Linked DNA regions of Hordeum vulgare: region 2 is linked to region 1. The links are chromatin contacts, called in public Hi-C maps. All regions are on one chromosome and are shown on one strand. The core of a region is the stretch at or near the end of the contact, and the rest is flanking DNA. Distances in the headings are between cores, read along the strand shown. Region 1 holds the start of LOC123399842 (U-box domain-containing protein 33-like). Region 2 holds the start of LOC123399847 (beta-glucosidase 31-like).

Region 1 (4,301 bases), core at 1,238-3,737:
TACACTGTGTTCCATATGATTTCTGTTATCTATTTTCCTTTTCCTGACTCGTGATGTCTCCAACCTATCTTTGTTACTATTATTTTTCTTTTGAGTAAATTATCATCATCATAAGTTGGAACCTTCATCTAGCCATGTTCTAAACAAAATAGGCATTGACAAAGGTAGTATCGTGCGACATTTACCATCAATTTTTCAGACTCTTCATTCATATTTCTGGAACTCCGTATCTCATCATCAGAAATTTTGCCCACTTCCTCAGAAGCATTTATTTCCTCAATGCCTTGTTCAGTTTCCTGCACATCATACTGGAATGGAGCAATCACTTTATTTTATTAACACAAGCTGCACTTTCAGAAGTCATCAATAACGCCTGTTTTTTGACACATAGTTAATCAACATGCCTTTGAGGCAACGGTGGTGAATCTAAATCATTGTCAAACATGCTTGAGCATGGAGTAAACTCAATCAAATGTAATTTTATTTCTCTCTGTGTGGTCAAACTTAAAGAGTAGGCAGGCATTTTAATGGACATGTTGTGGTAGTTGTCTTAAAAAAGGTAAGTTATACCTTTTCCAATTGTTCATCACTATCCAATGGAATCACCCCATCCTCATCCACGATATCCTCTTCCTGAAATGATACATACTGGAATACACCACGTACACGGATCAATAGTCTGAACCATGGTCTTAAACTTCTAAACTGAAATTGTTGTTGTTTGCATGTGTGTAATGCTTTGCTAATAATTCTGCTCACAAAATCACTTGGTGGTGTTGCATAGCCATCAGATTCCTCGCTCAGCTCATGTATACATGCCAGCAATTCAGAGCTCCCTCCATATCCAGTGCCTCCAGTATGCTCCAGATGATCATTGCTGCACTTAAGGAACGATCTCATCCAACAAATTACTAGATATGATTCAGATGTTACTGGATGCAATTATGGTCTTTGGAGAAACTATACCTAGTGGACAGATATTTGCCATTAAGCACCACCCAAACCTGAGAGCATTTACGAAGAACCGCATTCTTTGACATGTTCCTGCATAATTTAGTTTATTGTTATGCAGTTTTATGGGCTAAGGTACTGTCCATTTCTGTGTACAGGTAACATTGAATAACATATACAAAGAGGCAATTGCTTAGGATTAGATCTCACCTTGAACCGATGACAATTCTCTTGATTTTGAGCTTCTTTACCAGGTTTACAACACCAGCAAGGATGTCATCATGTGTAAGGTAATGTGCTCTAACCTGCAAGGGTACCAGCCCGCTTAGAAAACATATTTTCTCCACATGGTTTGTTTGCTTAACTTCATCATCAGATAAAACAATGGTTGTGAACAAATATCACAGGACTAGAGTGCTTTTCGGATGAACTCAATAAGCACTGCCGTGACCTTATTTATCTTAAGCTGAACCGAAATCGTAGGATACCTCTCTTGTATCATCACATAGGCTTTTATATTTTAATAGCATCTTGACCATTGCCTCCGTTTCTCTACCTCTATGCATCTCCTTCTCCTTTTCATCTGCAAACTTGTATAGCAGCTTTCCACCCACTGCAGTTGTTGATTAGAAACAATCAATTACTTATACCGCTAATAAAACAAAAGGTTATACTTTATCCTATTAATATTGAAAAAAACTTACTTAAGGGCATCTAACTGTTAGAGCTTTACAAAGCATGAAAAATATTTGGCTGAAAAAAACTTACTGAAGGGCATCCACTTGGATGGCCAATGAACGTGGACAAGAACTATGGTGGCCCTTGGAAAATTTGCAGCAGCCCATAATATGTTAGCTTTCTCCTTTCTGAAGTTCTTCCCGGTCGCGATATGAACCTCTTCTTCATCCATCTTTCTTATTCCCTATACAGACCCTGAGAAATCAAGAATTGGCATCATATCTATATTCTGGTTTTGCTATCTGGTTCAGCGGAGCTGAAGACAGACGACCTAATAAAACTACAAAAGGTAAAGATCTCTGAAAATGTTCTAAAAGTTTTGTGGAAGTACCTAAATATGCTGGGCCACTTTTCATCAACTCCGTGGCATCGATATGATTGTCGTCCTAGTCCTTGTTCTGCCTCTGTCTTTCCCAGGTAGTGTCAATTTTAGAAGGCCCAAATGGGAGAGTAGTGGTGTTTTTAAAGAGTGGCCTTGGAGTTGGTTACTGTCTGATTGTATCTAGCAGCAGTGAGTGCATCATCAATTCAATATCTGACTTCGGGTCCCAAGCGTTGCCCAATTAATAAAAAGTTCTGTTCAGTTTAGGAAACATTGGTTAACTAGTAGCCATTCCAGTTTACATTTTCTTTTTTGCGAAAAGCCATTCCAGTTTACGAAAAAGGATAACCAGGCTGATAATGACTTTATTGTATTTTGGTGGCAGGAGATTGTCTCCTGCATACGTCAAAAGACGTTGATAGACCAACTGGTTGGTTAAAAAGCAAATAAAACTTGTTACACGAATGTTTGGTGTTCTGGAGATAATATCAATACATTTTATATTTTGTTATTGATTATTTAGAACTTAATTAATCATCTTATTGTCTTCTCTAGTTTGGTATTTTTCTATAAGGATAGCTTCATCAGCTTCCGCTCATTTTTTAGCAAGTATAGCTGTGAGCTATCTACAATGCACGTAATCCTGATGGCGATGGGAACCCTGGCATTTCCACGAAGTTTCTACTACTTTCAAGTAGTTTCTAAACATGAATGTCCTCCGTGACTTGACTTTTGATGCTTAGCAATGAAGTTGTCCGTTAGGTGGCGATTATTACAGGCCATCCATCTCACTGGCCGGCATTTCCAACCAGATGGTTACTTTCATGATTCGAAAAAAATTGTCCAGGATAGATCATATAATTAGATACTTGGCACTTGGTAGTATTGTTCTTTCCCAGGAGGTACTCTCACATAACTCTTGCTGTCAAGCTGTCAATATGTTAATGCACATCAAGACATCTCCTGTTCTTTATTAAAATGTGTTGAACAGCATATACCAGCATGATACCTAGAATATGCGAAGATTGGGGTTGCAGCATGTATGCATTGGAGGCTCCATTTGACTCATTTGGAGGGAAGTGCTTGTCGAGACAAATTTGCTGAGGTATCTGCATAGGTAAGAAAACTTTGGCAACTTTGTGCACACCACACATCTTGTTGAGAATAACTTGCTAAGTGATCTGCATAGGTAAGAAACTTTGGCAAATTTGGGCACACAACACATCTTTGAAAGATGGTTTTGTCCATCAGGATGTATTTTTAAGACACAAGAGAAGCAGGCGTACTGATGAAGTTATTAGTATCTCATGGCTACGTCATTTACCTTCTCAGAAGTTTAATGTTGATTGTTCCCGACATTCAGAATAGACAGGTTGGATGCAAATTATAGACTTATGGAACATGTAAACATATGTAAAATGAATGCTTGTAATTAGCGACATTCTGAATTGATAGTTCCATTCAGATATGCTTCCCTACTTTCTAGTCTCGATCAGCATTCAGACACCAGTACCACAACAACGACGATTATTGATCAAACAGTGAAAAAACAGAGTGCAGCATCCATGTACAATATTATCACCACAGTTTTGACTATACAGATCCATGTACAAACACTGGTACACTGCTGATGGAGCTCCAAGTATATTATATTTTTGATACAAAATTTTGCTGAAAAGCAAAACAAAAACGATGTGTATGCCTTTACTTATTCTGTTGGAGGGTATGTGCCTATTATTGTGCGTAAAGGGGTTAAGGACATAGTATTAGTTCATTTTTAGGTCCTATGATTGTAAAAATAACATATTATTGGGCATCTGTCTGCAGCCATTCTTGGATTGCAGAACGGAGGGCATGGTTCGGCAAAAGATCACCGTGGAGTAGCTCAAGATTTGTCATGGGTGATGTATGGTGGCCACTGTCAATCCACTCCCTTATAGCTTCGGCTTCATAGGTAAAGCCATCTGCAGCAATTAGAGGCTCCCTCATGACATCCTGCACCGTAGAAATGCAAAGGTGAAACAACCTGAAATGACAAATGCTTTCTATGCAAGAAATCAACTGAGCTTGTCTAAGAAACAAAAATTCAGGGGGAATTTAAGGTTAATTACACATGCTTCGTATATTTTAAAGATATCCCTCCATTCTTTAAGATATTAAAATAGACAGCAGAAGAAAATGATATTCACCAATCGAAATGTATGACTCACCTGTAGTATTGGACAGATGAAGTAGGGCGGCACACCACCAAGGTCTTCTGATACTGATTTGAATGACAAGGAACACATCA
Region 2 (4,301 bases), core at 774-3,273, 210 kb before region 1:
GGACATCACCATGATAGGTCTTCGTGCGCGTAGGAAAATTTTTGTTTCCCATGCAACGTTCCCCAACAGCATCAGCGTACGTGAAGCGCGGCTCCGTGCTTGTTTTGGTGGGCGCGCCGTGGACGATGGCCTGCGATAGAAGACGAGACACCTATTGTGGATGCCAGCGACTCACCAGCGGTGGCCATCTTGGGACCAAAGTGGCGGCGACATCTCGGGCTCTACTTTTCCCCGATGTCGTCGGCGGACGCGGACAAGCTGGCCACCGACTCGTCGAGTTCCGCATAACCAACTTCTTTCTCCATCGTCTGAGTGACCAACGTTGACAGCGGATGACACAATGTCTGGCCTCATCCATGCTAGCCACGATGGCTGTGCTCCCCCCGGTGTTGGCCTGGAGCAACTCGCCACTCCTTCGCGTGGTAGCTTGGAGCGACAAGTAGTTGTACCACGCGACGGCTTGGAGCAACAACTTGCTCCATCGGGCTAGGCGAGGGAGGTGAAGCTGCGAGCTACCTCGCTCGTATTCGGCGGGCTAGGCGAGGGAGGTGAAGCAGCGAGCTGCCTTGCTCGTATCCGGCGGGCTCGACATGCCACCCAACCAGCTTTTATGCCAGAGAACTGCTCTTTCTACTCGTCAGATGCCATCAAAAAAATTAAGAAAATGGTTGAAGGAGAAGATGGGGAGCGGCGGAGTGGTGCAATTCTTGTCCCGCGTGTGGCCTTCTTTAAATAGTTGGCGGACGGGAGGAGCTTCCCCATCGTTGTGCTTAATGTCGTCCACTCGTGAACGGATGTGTGGCCTGAATACGTCTCTCGGCATACACGTGGGTTTAATGGATGTGTTTGAATGCGGCGAGTAGACGTGTTCAGCCGGGTGTTCAACAGGGGCGCCCTCGACCGGCCCGTCGTTTCAATGATGTTGCCAACGAGAGGCCGTGTACGCCCTAAGCTGTCTTCAATGGAAGCGACTGCTCTAAAGTGACATGAATGTGGGTAGTTGACGTCGGGCGAAAACGTGCGCTGGCGGAGGAGTGGTTTTGGTGGGCCAAGGCGGCCAGAAGCGAGCGTCGATGTTGTCCGAACGCTCGCAAAGCCTCCACCCCTATGTTTGTCTCTGATTTACGAAAAAATACGTTTGAATCATTCTGCGAACTGATACAGACCCACGTTAGATGACAACATATGTTCGGATCATACGGTTCAAATGGATGCACGCGGCTTTAGAGTCGTTGGAGATGCCTTAGAGATATTGGGGAGAGAGAAAATAGATGTCTTAGAGCATCTACAGTCGAACGTCTTAAATGACCACTCATACGCCCGCGGATGCACCCGGTCAGTAACCGGACAGGAGAGATAGAGAGAAAAAGTGACCCAACTAGATCCCTCATATCATCCCTATACGCCAGGGCTGTCTACGAACCTCATATCCATCTCAAATATGAAAATGATATGAGGGCTAGCAAACGCATCGATTCGCCACATAGGACGCGACCCCACCCCATCCCGAACCACCTTTTTGTTTCTTTATTCATTCTTTTCTTTCTCTCTCTTCCTCTCCATCAATCAAGTGCAAGTGATCAGACATATGAGAAAGAAAATAAGGAGTATGACTGTGCAGACGAACAAATAAAAAACACGGCCGATCACTGACCGGGCGTGTCCGCAGACGTTTAGATAATATTTGCCATGTTGTTGTTGCACGAGCATGTGGGTTTGGAAACATGATCAACTGAACGTCGACAAAAAAAAAAGAGATGAGGACCCGATGTCGGCAATCCTGTAAATTCGAGGGGCAAAGATATAATTTTGCTAAATTAAACCAAAGTAATACAAACGAGTTAAAGTTAATTCAAGGTAAAAATCAAACTTCAATCTTTAATCGAGTTAGAGTATCCAAACAACCCAAACAGTTTATTATAAACCTTTTTGAGTCGCAGGAACAGCGGGTCGACGTGCGCGGGAACGGTGGTTATCAGCCGACGTGGTGGACCCCGGCCGGCCTTTTCCAATCCTCGAGAAGGGACAACGGACAAGCGGTGCCCGCCCGCTTGCGTGCGGTTCCGTCCGGTCCGCTCCGCCGCGCAGCCGGTCCGGCGACGCCAGCAAGCCAGATTCCTTTTCCCCGACGGCCGACCACGACGCTGACCCCCGAGTCCTATACCACACGTACTCACGCACTCGCAGCCATGCCATTCGCAAGCTTCAGCGGCCGTAGACAGAGCACCGGCCGGGAACGGCGTATAAATTAAGAGACCATCACCCACCAGGCCACCACCACCGCCGCCTAGACAGCGCGCAGTGGCCGGCGAATCGACGGAGCTAGCAGCAGCAGCCTGTATATAGGCGATGAGGACGCCGGCGACGACGACGCTCCCCTGCGTCCTTGTCCTTCTCGTCGCCGTCGCGTCCCGGGCGTCTGCGGCGGCGATCACCAAGGGCGACTTCCCCCCGGGCTTCGTCTTCGGCACCGGCTCCTCCGCTTACCAGGTACGTACTAGGAGTACGTTCTACCATGCCACGCAGCTCAACACCGGCCAGTTCCGGGCTACCTCTGCCTCGCCCTCGGCGTTGCAGTTGCATACATACATGGTACTAGTATATGGTTCGTGGTGGGGATTTTCTCCCATCACAGCTCACTGCTCACACTGACAGTCACAGCAGCACCTACACAATTAAAACAGACAGAGATACCACTATATATATATATAATTTTCTCGCCCTCCTCTGTGTTGGTTTTGTTTATCAAACTACTACTTCATCCGTAAACTAATATAAAAACATTTAAAACACTAATTTAGTATTAGTTTACAAAGGAAGTAGCTAGTATATTTTTTTTTCTTTTGAAAGATCCAGCTAGCATGCTGCTGGCGTTCAGTTCAATTGATTTAGCAGAAGAGAACGGGGAACAATATTCGATCAAGTGGTCGTGTGGATGACAGATGATGAGACGCAAAGCTTCGTGGCTATGTATGATGCCTCTGATAACTTCTTTCGTTGATGCAATCAGCTTTCCCCGAAAAGTGCAGGAATTCCTTTCCTGCCATCTCTCTCCCAGCAAACCTAGTATAGTTGGGGATGCAAATGGCGCAATAAACGGTGCCGCAAACCTCGTCTATTTTATTTTTGTTAGCTTGACAGTTCATTTTTCCCCGAAAAAAAAACACGGTATTGAAATGTTAGACGATAAATATCTTTGTGCAGAGCAAGAAATTGCTGCCAAGTATATGCTGGCTTCTTGGTCCATATCCTCTTTCTAGCACCACCACACGTTCATCTCACCTTCATACATAGAAACAACGAAAAATCCCCACTTTACCTTTAAAGGAAACATTAGAGAGGTTGCATTTGCGTACCGATTACCTATTGGTGCGTTTTTACCTTTTCCGGGTGTTATTTTCCTTCACCTGCTCCTTCGCCTTTTCCATGACGACATTTTTTGTTCACACGTGACGGGTCCTACACCTACAAAGTGAACTGAGCCATCCATCGGACGGGTGGAACAGGGCGTGCAAGAAAGTAATGGACATGGTGGAATACAGGGTCCATCTCCCACCAACACAAACTTTCTTTTTAATGTTTGCATATCCCTAAACTCGATCCAACTTAAGTAACCAGTCACCGGCAGCTTATGTCTATGCTTCGTTTTCCTGACGATGGCGTATTCGTCCCATGCATATAGTCGTTAGGAAACAACCCAAATGCCATTTTCTCACCAGTCTCTTTCGTCGACCTCCTTTCGATGTCACCAGGTTAACTTCTCTTCTGGCTACTTCTTTCTGGTTTTGGCTGGAGAGAATCAGAGCATCTTAATCAGTAAAAACTGCAAATAGGTGGCCGTGCTGGCAGGATTTGAACCGTAAATAAGCCGGAGCGATCAAGAGTGGAGGGAAGAAAATAATAGTGATCCATCTTATGTTGCTAAGGATAGGACCTGAGTGTCCACACAAGGGTAAAAACTAAGGAAAACAGGGTCCAAATTATTGTTGTTATTAGATAGAATGGTCAAACTTAACTGCCTTCGCTTTTAAGCCTCTGCCACTACAGGTAGTAAAAAAGCTTTCACGTTGTATAAAATACTTCGCTGTATATTGTATAAAATACGGAGTACTGTGTCGTACATACCAGCCTGAACATTCGGCTGATTATCCAGATTGAAGGTGCGGTTGCAGAGGATGGAAGAAAACCCAGCATCTGGGACACATTCACACACTCAGGTTAATTTCGCCGTTTCCACCAAACCCTGTGAGCCTGAATCTGCCACGCATTATCGCATTGCGAATTATAACATGGAGTTTTAA

What was found. A called contact is a pair of places that touch in the nucleus more often than the background predicts.
Region 2: a contact with region 1 is called in a Hi-C map of leaf, with 2.7 times the contacts expected there. The contact joins the promoter of LOC123399847 here to the promoter of LOC123399842 in region 1. A contact is called at or near these places in 2 of 6 Hi-C or Micro-C datasets (leaf and seedling).

The regions. Positions count from the first base shown.
Region 1 is chr5H:490,410,751-490,415,051 of MorexV3_pseudomolecules_assembly, reverse strand. LOC123399842 (U-box domain-containing protein 33-like) reads right to left here and starts at 2,487. Exons shown (of 10, transcript XM_045094225.1): 1 at 2,021-2,487; 2 at 1,720-1,884; 3 at 1,440-1,564; 4 at 1,162-1,256; 5 at 967-1,044; 6 at 760-877; 7 at 571-648; 8 at 186-296. The coding sequence starts at 1,861. LOC123399841 (U-box domain-containing protein 33-like) reads right to left here. Exons shown (of 9, transcript XM_045094223.1): 8 at 4,222-4,301; 9 at 3,554-4,006. The coding sequence ends at 3,818.
Region 2 is chr5H:490,622,620-490,626,920 of MorexV3_pseudomolecules_assembly, reverse strand. LOC123399847 (beta-glucosidase 31-like) reads left to right here and starts at 2,023. Exons shown (of 13, transcript XM_045094230.1): 1 at 2,023-2,490; 2 at 4,154-4,217. The coding sequence starts at 2,350. LOC123399849 (a long non-coding RNA gene) reads right to left here and starts at 4,218. Exons shown (of 2, transcript XR_006610441.1): 1 at 4,126-4,218; 2 at 3,208-3,789.